Linked DNA regions of Mus musculus: region 2 is linked to region 1. Evidence: chromatin contacts called from public HiChIP or PLAC-seq data. All regions are on one chromosome and are shown on one strand. The core of a region is the stretch at or near the end of the contact, and the rest is flanking DNA. Distances in the headings are between cores, read along the strand shown.

What was found. HiChIP or PLAC-seq counts read pairs in DNA pulled down with a chosen protein or histone mark.
Region 2: a contact with region 1 is called in an H3K27ac HiChIP or PLAC-seq map of heart atrium, with 8 read pairs. The contact joins two enhancer-like sites. A contact is called at or near these places in 1 of 484 Hi-C or Micro-C datasets (pancreatic cancer cells) and 2 of 115 datasets of contacts at active chromatin or transcription factors (double positive thymocytes and heart atrium).

Annotation. Positions count from the first base shown.
Region 1 is chr1:143,900,681-143,907,006 of GRCm38.p6, reverse strand. No RefSeq gene overlaps it. Among named protein-coding and RNA genes, the nearest start is that of Gm41964, 35 kb to the left of the region's middle. Within about 2 kb of position 2,611, at least 25 of the 459 cell types and tissues checked have an H3K27ac peak or open chromatin away from gene starts, as enhancers often do. A contact at or near this core is called in heart atrium, where this site is marked.
Region 2 is chr1:144,051,298-144,057,544 of GRCm38.p6, reverse strand. No RefSeq gene overlaps it. Among named protein-coding and RNA genes, the nearest start is that of Gm35356, 26 kb to the left of the region's middle. Within about 2 kb of position 1,549, at least 11 of the 459 cell types and tissues checked have an H3K27ac peak or open chromatin away from gene starts, as enhancers often do. A contact at or near this core is called in heart atrium, where this site is marked.

The DNA.
Region 1 (6,326 bases), core at 1,362-3,861:
GGTAAAAATAAAGAAATAAAAAGAACAATACCAGGAACCACAAGGAATTTAATAAATTAGAACATATATATACTGCTGGTAAAAATACAAAAGTCATCTAGTTTGGAAAACAGGCTGACACTACATACACTACATAACATACACTTACCATAGGGTATAGGACTCCCACTCTTGGATGATTTATTGCTAAACATTTTCTGTGTAAAGCATTCACAACTGTACATGAATGTTGATAATGGCTTTATTCACAATCAACAAAGCTGGAAAGTTCTCAGATATTCCTTCCAACTTGCAAAAGAATAGAGAAACTATGCAGTATCTCTGAACCATGTCTCTGAATGTAGAATATCACTCAGTGTTATGAAGGAACAAAGTACCTAAAAAAAACATGGCAACACACAGTGCTATAAATGAAAGAAGACAGATTCTACATTAGTCACACGTATAATTTACATAATGTTCTATAAAAGTCAAAATCAAAGGAACAGACAACTGATCCATGATTGCCTGTGGTTACTGGTAAAAATGGATGAGGATATTTTGGAAAATTCTGGGACTATTTTACATTTAATAGTATTATACAGGGCTGGAGAGAAGGCTCAGCAGTTAAGAGCACTGACTGCTCTTCTGAAGGTCCTGAGTTCAAATCTCAGCAACCACATGGTGGCTGATAACCATCTGTTATGAGATCTGACACCCTCTTCTGGTGCGTCTGAAGACAGCTGCAGTGTACTTATAATAATAAATGAATCTTTAAATAAATAGTATTGTACAGACATGTCCTCTGAATTGAAAAATTTACTTCTGGATAAAGGCACAATAGGACTAGGAAATAAACAGAACATACAAGGCTCAGGAAGTAAACAAAACTTAGAAGGCTCAGGAAGTAAACAAAAAGCCAGGTGTAGTGGCGCATGCCTTTAATCCCAGCACTTGGGAGGCAGAGGCAGGCGAATTTCTAAGTTCGAGGCCAGCCTGGTCTACGGAGTAAGTTCCAGGACAGCCAGGACTACACAGAGAAACCCTGTCTCGAAAAAAATTAAAAAAAAAAAAAAAGAAGTAAACAAAACTGTATAATCACAAAAAAAACCTCCTGAAATAAGATTCACAAGTCTCCCCAAGATTATATAAACAGTAATAACTAAATTAGGCAGAAATTAATTGGCATTTTTCTATGTGCCAATTTGCCTACAGATTGTTTAGTGAGCTCCTGGGATGCTCAGGTGAATTGTTGTTCAATGATGTCTGGGTGGACTGTTCAAGATGCAACTTGCCTATGAGACATCCATGCTCCTGTAGGAAACCTTACCTACCCTCCCGTAAGGAATCCCTCTCCTATACTCCTTCAGGTAAGCACAGGAAACTCATTCAGTAAAATAGACTAAGATGGAACCATTTATTTGGTCTGTCATCAAGTGCTCTATCTAGCCTTGAATGTTTGAAGCCAAGAAATCTTCCCAAATGGCTAAGCTGCATGCCTAGCAATCTTTCAGATATGATAGGGTCTATAAATTCTAAAGTGCTTAAATGTTTGTTTATTACATTTTATGTATACTAACATAGGTATGTAAAATGCTAAATAATTATAGTCTTGTGTTTTATTTATTTTGAAAGCCTGTATACCACCAAATGGAGACCCATAGCAATGATGGCAATAGAGCTTCAGTCTGTTAAGAAGCTACAGAGATCCAAATGATCGGCAATTGTCCAGAGTACTCCCATTGTCGAGATTAGAAAAAGATGCAAAAAAAGAGTCACCGTTTTGACTAAGACTTCCTTTAAGATAAAATGTCTGATACATCTGTGTATTTCAAAATTATGCACAAGACCTGGCACTCAGCAAACAGGGCAGATGAATTAAATGTGTTCCACGTTCCACAGTAGACTCACATTTGGAATAAACATTTGCTCAACCTATAAAGCCTTGGATGACCCTGCACTTGCTTTCCCCTGAGGCCATTTACACCGTTCCCTTGATAGTAACCAAGCAACCCCACCTTCTTCAGTTCCCCAGCAGTAAGACACATTGGGCATTAGCCCTGAATGCTGCTTACAGCTAGAAGCTGATGGCCTGCTCTGCTACTCCAGCTTTCCACAGGTATGTCCTCGCAGGCATTTGGCTTTCAGTGTACATTCCACCTCCTTACAAAAATCTCCCCAAGTCTGGAGATGTGGCTCAGCAGTCAAGAGCACTTCCTGCTCTTCCAAAGGACCCAAGTTCAGTTTTCAAAGGTGTGTGACACCCTCTTCTGACCCCCATGGATACCTGCACATATGTAGGGACACACACACATTCAGAAAAAAAAAAGATCTACCTAACTGCCAGTATAAAATAGCCAGTTGTTACTCCCTATACCTGGGCTTAAATTTTTGCCTTGCATTTATCACATTCCAACGGTTTTCTTTTTATTTACCTCCAGACTTACAGGTATTCTCCTCTGCTAGGTCACCACACTAGGACTCATATCTTTTCCACTTACAATTCTTAAGTCTACTGGAAAAATGAGGAAATTGGTTCTTTTTTCTCTATACTGAAGAGAGCAAGACTTGGCCTTGTTCAGTACTGGGTCTCTGAGAAAATAGGAAATCTCTGCCATAGAATGAGAGCTCTGTGGAGAGCTGACAAACTGTCAGTGAAGAGTGTGGTGTTTCATGCTGTCTGTGTATGGCCATACTTATAGCTCCAGAGTGAAGGAGTGAACTGTGTATAACTCTGTCCAAGTGGCCTGCCATGTGAAATCCCTCTGAAGGTCCCTAGCTGTCATCCATATGGTTCGCTTCTCCCTAGCTCACAGCAGTGCCTAGTAACTAAAACAAGTTATGGAAATTAACAGCTGTGACACTGATTCCAAAGCCCTGCCAGGGTATTTCCTAGCAGGTGCCAAGTTTAAATATAGGATGCAAGGGAATGCCCTGCTGCCAGCATGGAGTATGGTACCAGACAACTGTTGTGCTTGGGATCCCGCTGAGCCAACTGTTTCTATGTTGACATCCATGTCTGTATCATCGTGTACAACTGAAAGAGCATCTTTCTCAGACCATTACCCTGATGCTTTTGTGGTGTGTAAAATAAAAGAATTTACTTGGTATTTCAGGTAAATTGCATTAAAATTGTATTCTACTGTCCTTTTTTTTTACTTTAGAATTCCTCAAATGTTTTGTTTCTAACCCCAAATCCCTAAAACTTGAATGGAGCCTTTTTGGTAATTTACTAACTCCTTATCTTGCAAACGGCTACAAAAGAAAAGTTCTTTAATTTGTTTATAAAGATTCCACAAAATAGTCTCAGCTTCTCCCCCAGAGGATCTATGAACAAAGCCCAGGCTTCTTGCAATGCTGGGAAAAGGCTTCAGTGTATTTCCCTCCCTGCAGAACTTTGAAGGTGACATTTTTAAGTCCAAGCTCAGGACTACCATTACCCATAGTAAGTGCTCCATGAGCCTCTTAATCTAAGAGTAACTAGAAAACTCTCTTCACTCAACAAACAAGACGCACACTTTGGACGCTGAGGAATCACGATGCCCTGAAGCCAGTCAAGGACAGAGTTCTTCAGTTTCCCTTGGCAGTGCCTCAGCCTTTGTCAGGCTGCTGAAGGGAGACTGAGGAGCAGCAGTAGAACACGGACTTCCCATTTATGCAGCGTTTGACAGTTTTGAAACAATGAAGCTTTCCAATTTAGTTTGGGTTTGTTGTTGTTTGTTGAGACAGGATCTCTTGTAGCTGAGGCTACATCAAACCTGCTACATAGCCAAAGATGGCATTGAGCTCTCATTCCTCCTGCTTCCAGCCCCCAAGTGCTGAGAATGCAGGCATCTGCCAACGGGTCTAGATTTTAATGTGTAGTCTAGTATAAACTTGTCAATATATGATATGAAAAAAAGCAGGATACATAATTATCTATGTGGAACCATCTCTATTAGCTTACACCCTTAATCTATTATAGAGGCTGAGGCAAAATTCTGCCATGAGTAGTTCTAAGACCAACCTTGACTCCAGAGGAAGACCCTGTTCTACAAAGCAAAAAAATAGTAAGTCAGTGAAATTGTTGGGGGTTTTTTTGGTAAAAGAGAAATGTTAATGCCCATGTTTAGGCTGTAGAATAAAGCACAGCTCTGTTTTTGTTTTTTAATTTAATTTTGTTCTTTAAGGGGTTTTTTGGGTTTTTGGTTTTTTGGGGTTTTTTTTTGTTTTTTTTTTGGTTTTTTGGTTTTTGGTTTTTGGTTTTTTGGTTTTTTTTTGTTTTTTTTTTTTTTTAATCTTAAAACATTTCTCCCAAGGAAGGAGTTAGAGAGACAAAGTTTGGAGCTAAGACAAAAGGATGGACCATCCAGAGACTACCCCATCCAGGGATCCATCCCATAATCAGCCACCAAACGCAGACGCTATTGCATATGCCAGCAAGATTTTGCTGAAAGGACCCTGATATAGCTGTCTCGTGTGAGGCTATGCCAGTGCCTGGCAAATATAGAAGTGGATGCTCACAGTCATCTATTGGATGGAACACAGGGCCCCCAATGGAGGAGCTAGAGAAAGTACCTAAGGAGCTGAAGGGGTCTGCAACCCTATAGGTGGAACAACGATATGAACTAACCAGTACCCCCAGAGCTTTTGTCTCTAGCTGCATATGTAGCAGAAGATGGCCTAGTTGACCATCATTGGGAAGAGAGGCCCCTTGGTCTTGCAAACTTTTTATGCCCCAGTACAGGGGAATGCCAGGGCCAAGAAGTGGGAGTGGGTGGGTAGGGGAGCAGGGCGGGGGTTGGGGGGAGGGAATAGGGGACTTTGGGGATAGCATTTGAAATGTAAATAAAGAAAATATCTAATAAAAATTGAAAAAAAAAACATTTCTACAATTAGTATGTAGAGTTTAACTTTTATAAAATGGTTTAATATTTCAGTAAGCATTCCCATGCCCAATTAATATGAACAGGTACAAATGAAATCTTGTGTGGGCAGGAGAAGTGGTGACGTACCTCAAAGCTTAAATGCACTTTAGCACATCTGCCAATGTTTCCATAAATCATCTTGCCAGTCCCACATTGGCATGCCACATGGGCAAAGGTATATGGAAAAGGTCAAAAAGAGAGGGGAAGTAGAGGGAGCAGGTATTTAATTCATGGTCCGACAAGTTTGAGCCAAGTCAGTGATTAGTGTCCACCACAGCCTTCCTGAGAAAGCCATAAGGCATAAACTGTGCTATGTACCACAAAGCTCCAAGAGTTTGGTTTGTGTGATAGTGACTCTAGCCATGCACTCTAACGTTGGGGAAAGCAAAAGGAACACATACATACGTCACTGACTGCTAGTACCGACAGCAGCTCACTGTGATTCATAATTTTGGCAAACATAAGAGAGATAGGAATGTTTTATTTAGAAGTTTTGTACAAGTTTAGCAATATCCAGAGGTCATGTTTCCCAGGACTACCATGGGTACATCACGTAGGCTTCACACATTTATCCAAATCAATAATTAATGATTCCTTTAATTGAAAGTATAATATAGAATAGTCAGCTTCCTTCATTTTAGCACTGACATTAAATCTGGGAGTCACAAGAAAAATGTGAACCTTATTATATTTATTGAACTGATTTGCCTATTAATAGATCACATTCCAGTAGTTGCAATGCATTTCCACATACAGACAACCGAAAGGAAATTATGAAATTCTTTCCCACTATATTTCAGATTGGCTAAAGGAAAATATTATGCAACAGCTACTGGCCTTGAGGGAAGGCAATCTTTTTCTTCCACAGTCTCCTGAAAACAAAAACAAAAACAAAAATGAAGCTCTTTTAAGAGAACACAATGACAGCAAAGCTTTGGTTACAGTAAAGCTTGGAAGTGTATGAACCTATTCTGACCTTGCATCTATAAAAAGTGTGGGGGGGGGCGCGCACGCATGCATGCACATGTGTGTGTATGCACATGTGTGTGTAGGATCTTTTACATATTACATCAGTTTCCTATGATACTTTTTTTTCTTTTTTCTCTCTTCTTTTCCATTATTGAGTATAAACAAGGAATTAACGCTCAAAACTATCCAACTCTTTGGTTAAAACTGCTAAAGATTACAAATCTTAGGTTAGGAATTAAATTATGAGACTCCACATAAGGCAATCTAAGCATAATTCATGGTATACAATGCTACATTGTAGTTATTTTATGAATATAATGGTATATAGTTGCTTTCTCTTGTTATAAAAATGAGCCGTGCTTATAAAATATAAACAAGGCAGAATATTGGATAGAAATTTATAGTCCCCTCCTAACTATTCCCCTTCTCTTTCTCCTCTGCCTCCCCCAGCCCCACAATGATACCAGAACA
Region 2 (6,247 bases), core at 300-2,799, 150 kb before region 1:
AGCTGTGACCAAAGAAACTATGAGAAGCAGTGATGTGCCTGCCTTTCAGGTTAGCCAATGAAAGACAAGCGGGGGGGATGGGGGGACCCTCCTGTGCCTGAATTAACATAGAAAACTAATGCTGAGATGACAGTAACAAAATGGGTCCTGAGTCATAGCTTAAAACAAGTTATCCTGGAAATCTTCCAGGTATTCAGAAAATGTTCACGATTAACAAATGGAAACTTTGTGGCACCTTTGACCCTGAAGCATACCCAAGCTCAGCCTCACTGAAACAATTACTTCTGATGGTCTCATTTTCTTTCCTTGGTAAGACATAGGTATAAAATATCCGGTGCTTTACAGGAAGCTGCATACAGTGAACTATTATTTACATATAAAAAACGGGAACAAATTAAGACAAAGTAAAATGACACATATGTGTGAAATGCTATAGTGAAGCCCATTATTTTAACATATTAACTTTCATAAGTAATTTTAAAAGAAAGAAAGAACAAATGAATTAGGACTGGAGAAGTGACTCAGCAGTTGAGATCAAGTTCTGTCCTTGACAAGAACATGAGTTCAGTTCCCAGCACCCACATGACATCTCACAACCATATGTAACTGCAGCTTCAGGGCTCTGATGCCCTTTTCTCAACCTCTGTAGTCACTTGCATGCGTGTGCACCCAGTCATGAACACATACATACATACATACATGCATACATATATACATACATACATACATACATACATACATACACACACACATACTCCAAAATAAAATAAATCAGGGGAAAGCCATTGCTTGGTTGCCTATACCTCAGTGGAGGACTGTGCATTTGAGCAGCACTATTTTTTTTTCCATTTTTTATTAGGTATTTAGCTCATTTACATTTCCAATGCTATACCAAAAGTCCCCCATACCCACCCACCCCCACTCCCCTACCCACCCACTCCCCCTTTTTGGCCCTGGCGTTCCCCTGTACTGGGGCATATAAAGTTTGCAAGTCCAATGGGCCTCTCTTCCAGTGATGGCCGACTAGGCCATCTTTTGATACATATGCAGCTAGAGTCAAGATGAGCAGCACTAATTTAACTTAATGCATTTTTCTTAAGTGATATTAAGTTTTAAGAGGTAGGAGATATGATGAGGGTAAGGGTAAGCAGGAGGAAGGAAATGGAAGACAGACATGATATATATATGTTGTGTGTGTGTGTGCGTGTGTGTGCGTGCACACACATGCATATATGTGGGGGGGGAAGGGAAGGGGAGGGAGAGAGGGAAAGAGAGAAAGAAAGAGACAATTTAAAGTATCTCACATTTACACTTTTGAACCAAAGCACTAGGTGACAAAGAGAACTATGCATAGGGCATAATCTTATTAACTGCACTTAACAAGACGAGAAAATGGCAGTGTAACTCCAGCCTGCATCTAGTAGCCCTGGCCTGAGTCTCAGAGCATCCTGGGAGTTGTTTGCTAATACATCTCCCTTAGCTGGATGTGCCCGGAATGTTCAGCATTCAATTCATTCCGCTCTGCACTGCCTCAGTGAGAATGAAGTGGCTCTAGTGAAAGCAGACACTTAGGGTTCCTAGGACAACCAGGAAAACATTTGTATGTGCCCTCCGTCTCCATGTATTGTTAAGATCAGGCAAACCCATTTTAAAACAACTCTTAAGTCAAATGGAAACCTTTGACATATATTCTGAGGCACCGAAGACTACAGTTTCGGGCTCGAAAGCTTTCTCCGACATAAACTCCTAAAGATTTAACTGCATGTCTCAACCAGTGCTTAGGAAACATGCTCGTGGCCTTAACTATTGGCACCTAATCTGTGATTTTCCAGGACGGAGTGGGTAGCAAGATAGCAGGTGGTGAAAAGGGCACATTAGGATCACCCAGGGAGAGTTTTCCAACTGCCTCACGCCCCACCCCTCAGCTTGGGGGCCTGGCGTGCATCCTCTGCGAGGCAGGGCATAGGGGGCATGAAGAAGTAAGTGCAAACAAGCATCATGAGGCTGCAGAATCCTTCTCTGTCCTCACACTCTCCTGTAGTTAGAACTCTTGAAATGCAGAAGAAAAGAACCCTCTTCTTAGAACTCTGTGGAGACAGACAAGTACAAACAAGATGTTCAGCAGAAGTCTGTGTTCCTGACTGAACCGAATGTTTCCTGACCATTCTCCTCACACCTCTGTTATCTCAGAACACAAAAGTCGGTCCAACCTTCTCGCTTGATGCTCACATTCAGAGTGCTCACAATATTGACGGTAGCATGCCTCCGGACAACATCTACCAAGTGTTAAAGATTCCAGAAAATTTAACACAATGCTCTGAGCTCTTCCTCCAAACCGTGTAGTCGTCACATAATCCTGTTCATTCACAGCACTCATCCATTAAAATAGTGATACCTTTGCTGTACTAATGTCAATGTTTGTCATAAATGTTTTATTAACTATTAATTTTCCTTGGTTCATGTGGATGACACGGCTCTCAACCGTCAGGGTTAACTTTACTAGACCTCTCTTTTCTCTCTAAAGATGGAGATCAGATAAAATTCATTATAATTCCAGTTTCTAGGAAGCCAAGTCAGGAATATGAATTGTAAGTTCAAAGCCAGCATGACCTACTTAATGAGACCTTGCCTGAATTAATGAACCAATCAATCCACCAAAAAGAAGGATGGGAGTACAGCCCCGTGGTAATGTCCTTGTCTAGCATGGAAGAGGTTCTGGATTTGATCTCCAGGATTACACAACCACCAAACAGCCCATTGCTTCTGGACGGGTTTCAGAACAGCTTCAAGTATCTTAATTTTACTAAAGACCATTGCAAACTTTACCCTCAAATCATGCGAGCACTCACTGTATATAACATCCTCTGGTATGGTTGAACTCATTAGAATTTTGAAACTTGATCCTAGGTGAATTAGAACATTTTTTTTTTTTACTCTATACTTGTCATGTACTATGATTATGCTGCCTTCTTCATTTTCTTTGCTAAAACAGTTAAAATTGGTTTCCACATTGGTCCTTCAAGAACTGACTCAAATATTTTTCTTTCTCCTCAGAGGTATTATTGCTCTGTAATAAGTGATTCGAAAACACACTGCTTTCTTCTTCAACTGAAACTCTAATGTCTGTCCTTCACAAAAGATATCCCTATTTTCCATCCCTACTTATTGAAAATGAACCATGAAGGACGCCCAGACTCCAGAACTGGGGATGGCGCATCCACTCCTTCCAAGGAGGGCATTCGAAGAGTTTAAACATGCTTTAAAACCCATACAAAAAGGTGCTCAGAATTTCTCCAGAGAAGCAATTATTCCTTCCCCGTGTGTTCTATATTGCAACACACTGTGTAATGATTGAATATTAATACTCAGAAAATAAATTTATATTTTGCAATTTCCATATATTTAAAATGCCAGAATTCCTAAAAAATAGTTGCCTCAATAAATGCTATAGGGATAACTGACTTTTATAGGGATAGTCTTTTGGCAAGATATGTCTTATTCTTTATATAAATATGAATTCTAAGAGAACTAAATATTTTAACTTTATAATTAAGTTGTATCAGTGATTTAGACATTGTGACACATGTCTGTAATTACAGCCCTTGTGACAATCAGATAGGAAGATCATGCCTTTGAGGACAGCCGGAGCCACACAGTGAGTCCAAGAGCAGACCGTCTCCAAAACAGTGTGTGTGTATATGTGTGTGTGTGTGTGTGTGTGTGTGTGTGTGTGTGTGTGTGTGTAAGCTAAGTGTAATAATATATGCCTTTGGAGACAAAGGGAAGAGGATCTCTGAGAGTTAGAGATATGGTATACATAGTAAGTTCCAGGCAAACCAGTAAGTCAGGCACTAATGATACACATGCACCCACATGTGTACGCATGCGCGCACACACAAACACACACATGATAAGGTAGGGAGCAGTTCAGCTCTCTGCCACCCCTGGTATATGCTATCAGCTCCTCTTGGCTGGAAGTCTGGGGTAAAGGTCAGAAGAGAGGTTCCAAGAGACAGCCTATTCTTTGCCTCTGCTAGCTTTATCAGTTCTTTATGGCTAGTGTCTGTTGGTTTGACATCTATTCTAATTAGCACATGTAATGTTACACGAGTTTCTGAGTATTTTAACTTAGTAATTTTATTTTTAATTTATGTTTATGAATAGTTTTCCTGTTTGTAGGTACATACAACGTGAGTGTGCCCATGGAGAACCAAAGACAGTGTTGGAAGACCTGGAGTTACAGAAAGATGGTAGTAAGCTATGTAGTTGCTGGGAACCAAACCTATGTCGTGTGTGTGTGTGTGTGTGTGTGTGTGTGTGTGTGTGTGTGTGTGTGTGCAGATATTTTGCCTAGGCCAAAAGAGAGCATCATGAGCCGGAGAGATGGTTAAGAGCACTGACTGCTCTTCCGGAGGTCCTGAGTTCAATTTCCAGCAATCACCTGGTGGCTCACAACCATCTGTAATGGGATTTAATGCCCTCTTCCAGCATGTCTGAAGAGAACAATAGTGTACTCACATACATAATATAAATAAATCTTTTTTTAAAAAGATAGAGAAAGCATCATATCCCTTAGAACTGGAGTTATAGAGAGTTGTGAACTGACATGTGGATATTGGGAATTGAACCTGGGTCTTCTAGAAAAGCATTCAGGGCTGTTAACCACTGATGAATCTCTCCAGTCCAGAGCTGGTAGGTATTTTAAGAACTACCTATAACTATGCACTCAAGCTTACGAAATAATTTCCTTAATTAAGATTCTTCCTTCCTAGATATATCTAGGTTTGTATTAAGTAAACAAAAAACAACCAATATAAAAGCAGAAGACAGACCAGGGAGAGATTTCTACATTGTGACATGAAAGTAGGCATTTTTTTCTTTGGGGGAATAAAGTTAGAGTTCTAAGAAGAGACATAGCTTTGAATTAGAAAGTGTGTGTGTGTGTGTGTATGTGTGTGTGTGTGTGTGTGTGTGTGTGTGTGTGTGTGTGTGTGTGTGAATAAAACATAAGTAGAAGGAAGAAGAAATGGGAACAGTAGAAGAGGAAGGAATAAATAGGGTGAAAGATAAGACAGGGTAGAGAAGGGAGTATGGACAAAGATAACTAATGCTAAAAACCTCTGAAAATTCCATGTGGAAATCTACTACTGTAGAAGAAATCTTCTACAGTAAACACACACACACATATCATTTACGTTTCCAGGGCTATCCCAAAAGTCCCCCATACCCACCACCCACTCAACTCCCCTACCCACCCACTCCCACTTCTTGGCCCTGGCATTCCCCTATACTGGGGCATATAAAGTTTGCACGACCAATGGGCCTCTCTTTCCACTGATGGGTGACTAGGCCATCTGCTGATACATATGCAGCTAGAGACACAAGCTCTGGGGGGGTACTGGTTAGTTCATATTGTTGTTTCACCTATAGGGTTGCAGATCCCTTTAGCTCCTTGGGTAATTTCTCTAGCTCCTCGATTGGAGCCCTGTGATCTATCCAATAGCTGACTGTGAGCATCCACTTATGTGTTTGCTAGGCCCCGGCATAGTCTCACAAGAAACAGCTATATCAGGGTCCTTTCAGCAAAATCTTGCTAGTATGTACAATGATGTCAGCATTTGGAGGCTGATTATGGGATGGATCCCCGGATATGGCCATCTCTAGATGGTCTGTCCTTTCGTCTCAGCTCCAAACTTTGTCTCTGTAACTCCTTCCATGGCTGTTTTGTTCTCGATTCTAAGAAGGGGCAAAGTGTCCACACTTTGGTCTTTATTCTTCTTGAGTTTCATGAGTTTCACAAATTGTAACTTATATCTTGGGTATTCTAAGTATCTGGACTAATATCCACTTATCAGTGAGTACATGTCACATGAGTTCTTTTGTGATTGGATTACCTCACTCAAGATGATGCCCTCAAGATCCATCCATTTGCCTAGGAATTTCATAAATTCATTCTTTTTAATAGCTGAGTAGTACTCCATTGTGTCAATATACCAAAATTTCTGTATCCATTCATCTGTTGAGGGACATCTGGGTTCTTTCCAGCTTCTGGCTATTATAAATAAGGCTGGTATGAACATAGTGGAGCAGGTGTCCTTCTTACCAGTTGGAACACCTTCTGGATATATGCCGAGGAGAGGTATTTTGGGATCCTCCCATAGTACTATGTCCAATTTTCTGAGGAACCGCCAGACTGATTTCCAGAGTGGTTGTACAAGCTTGCAATCCCACCAACAATGGAGGAGTG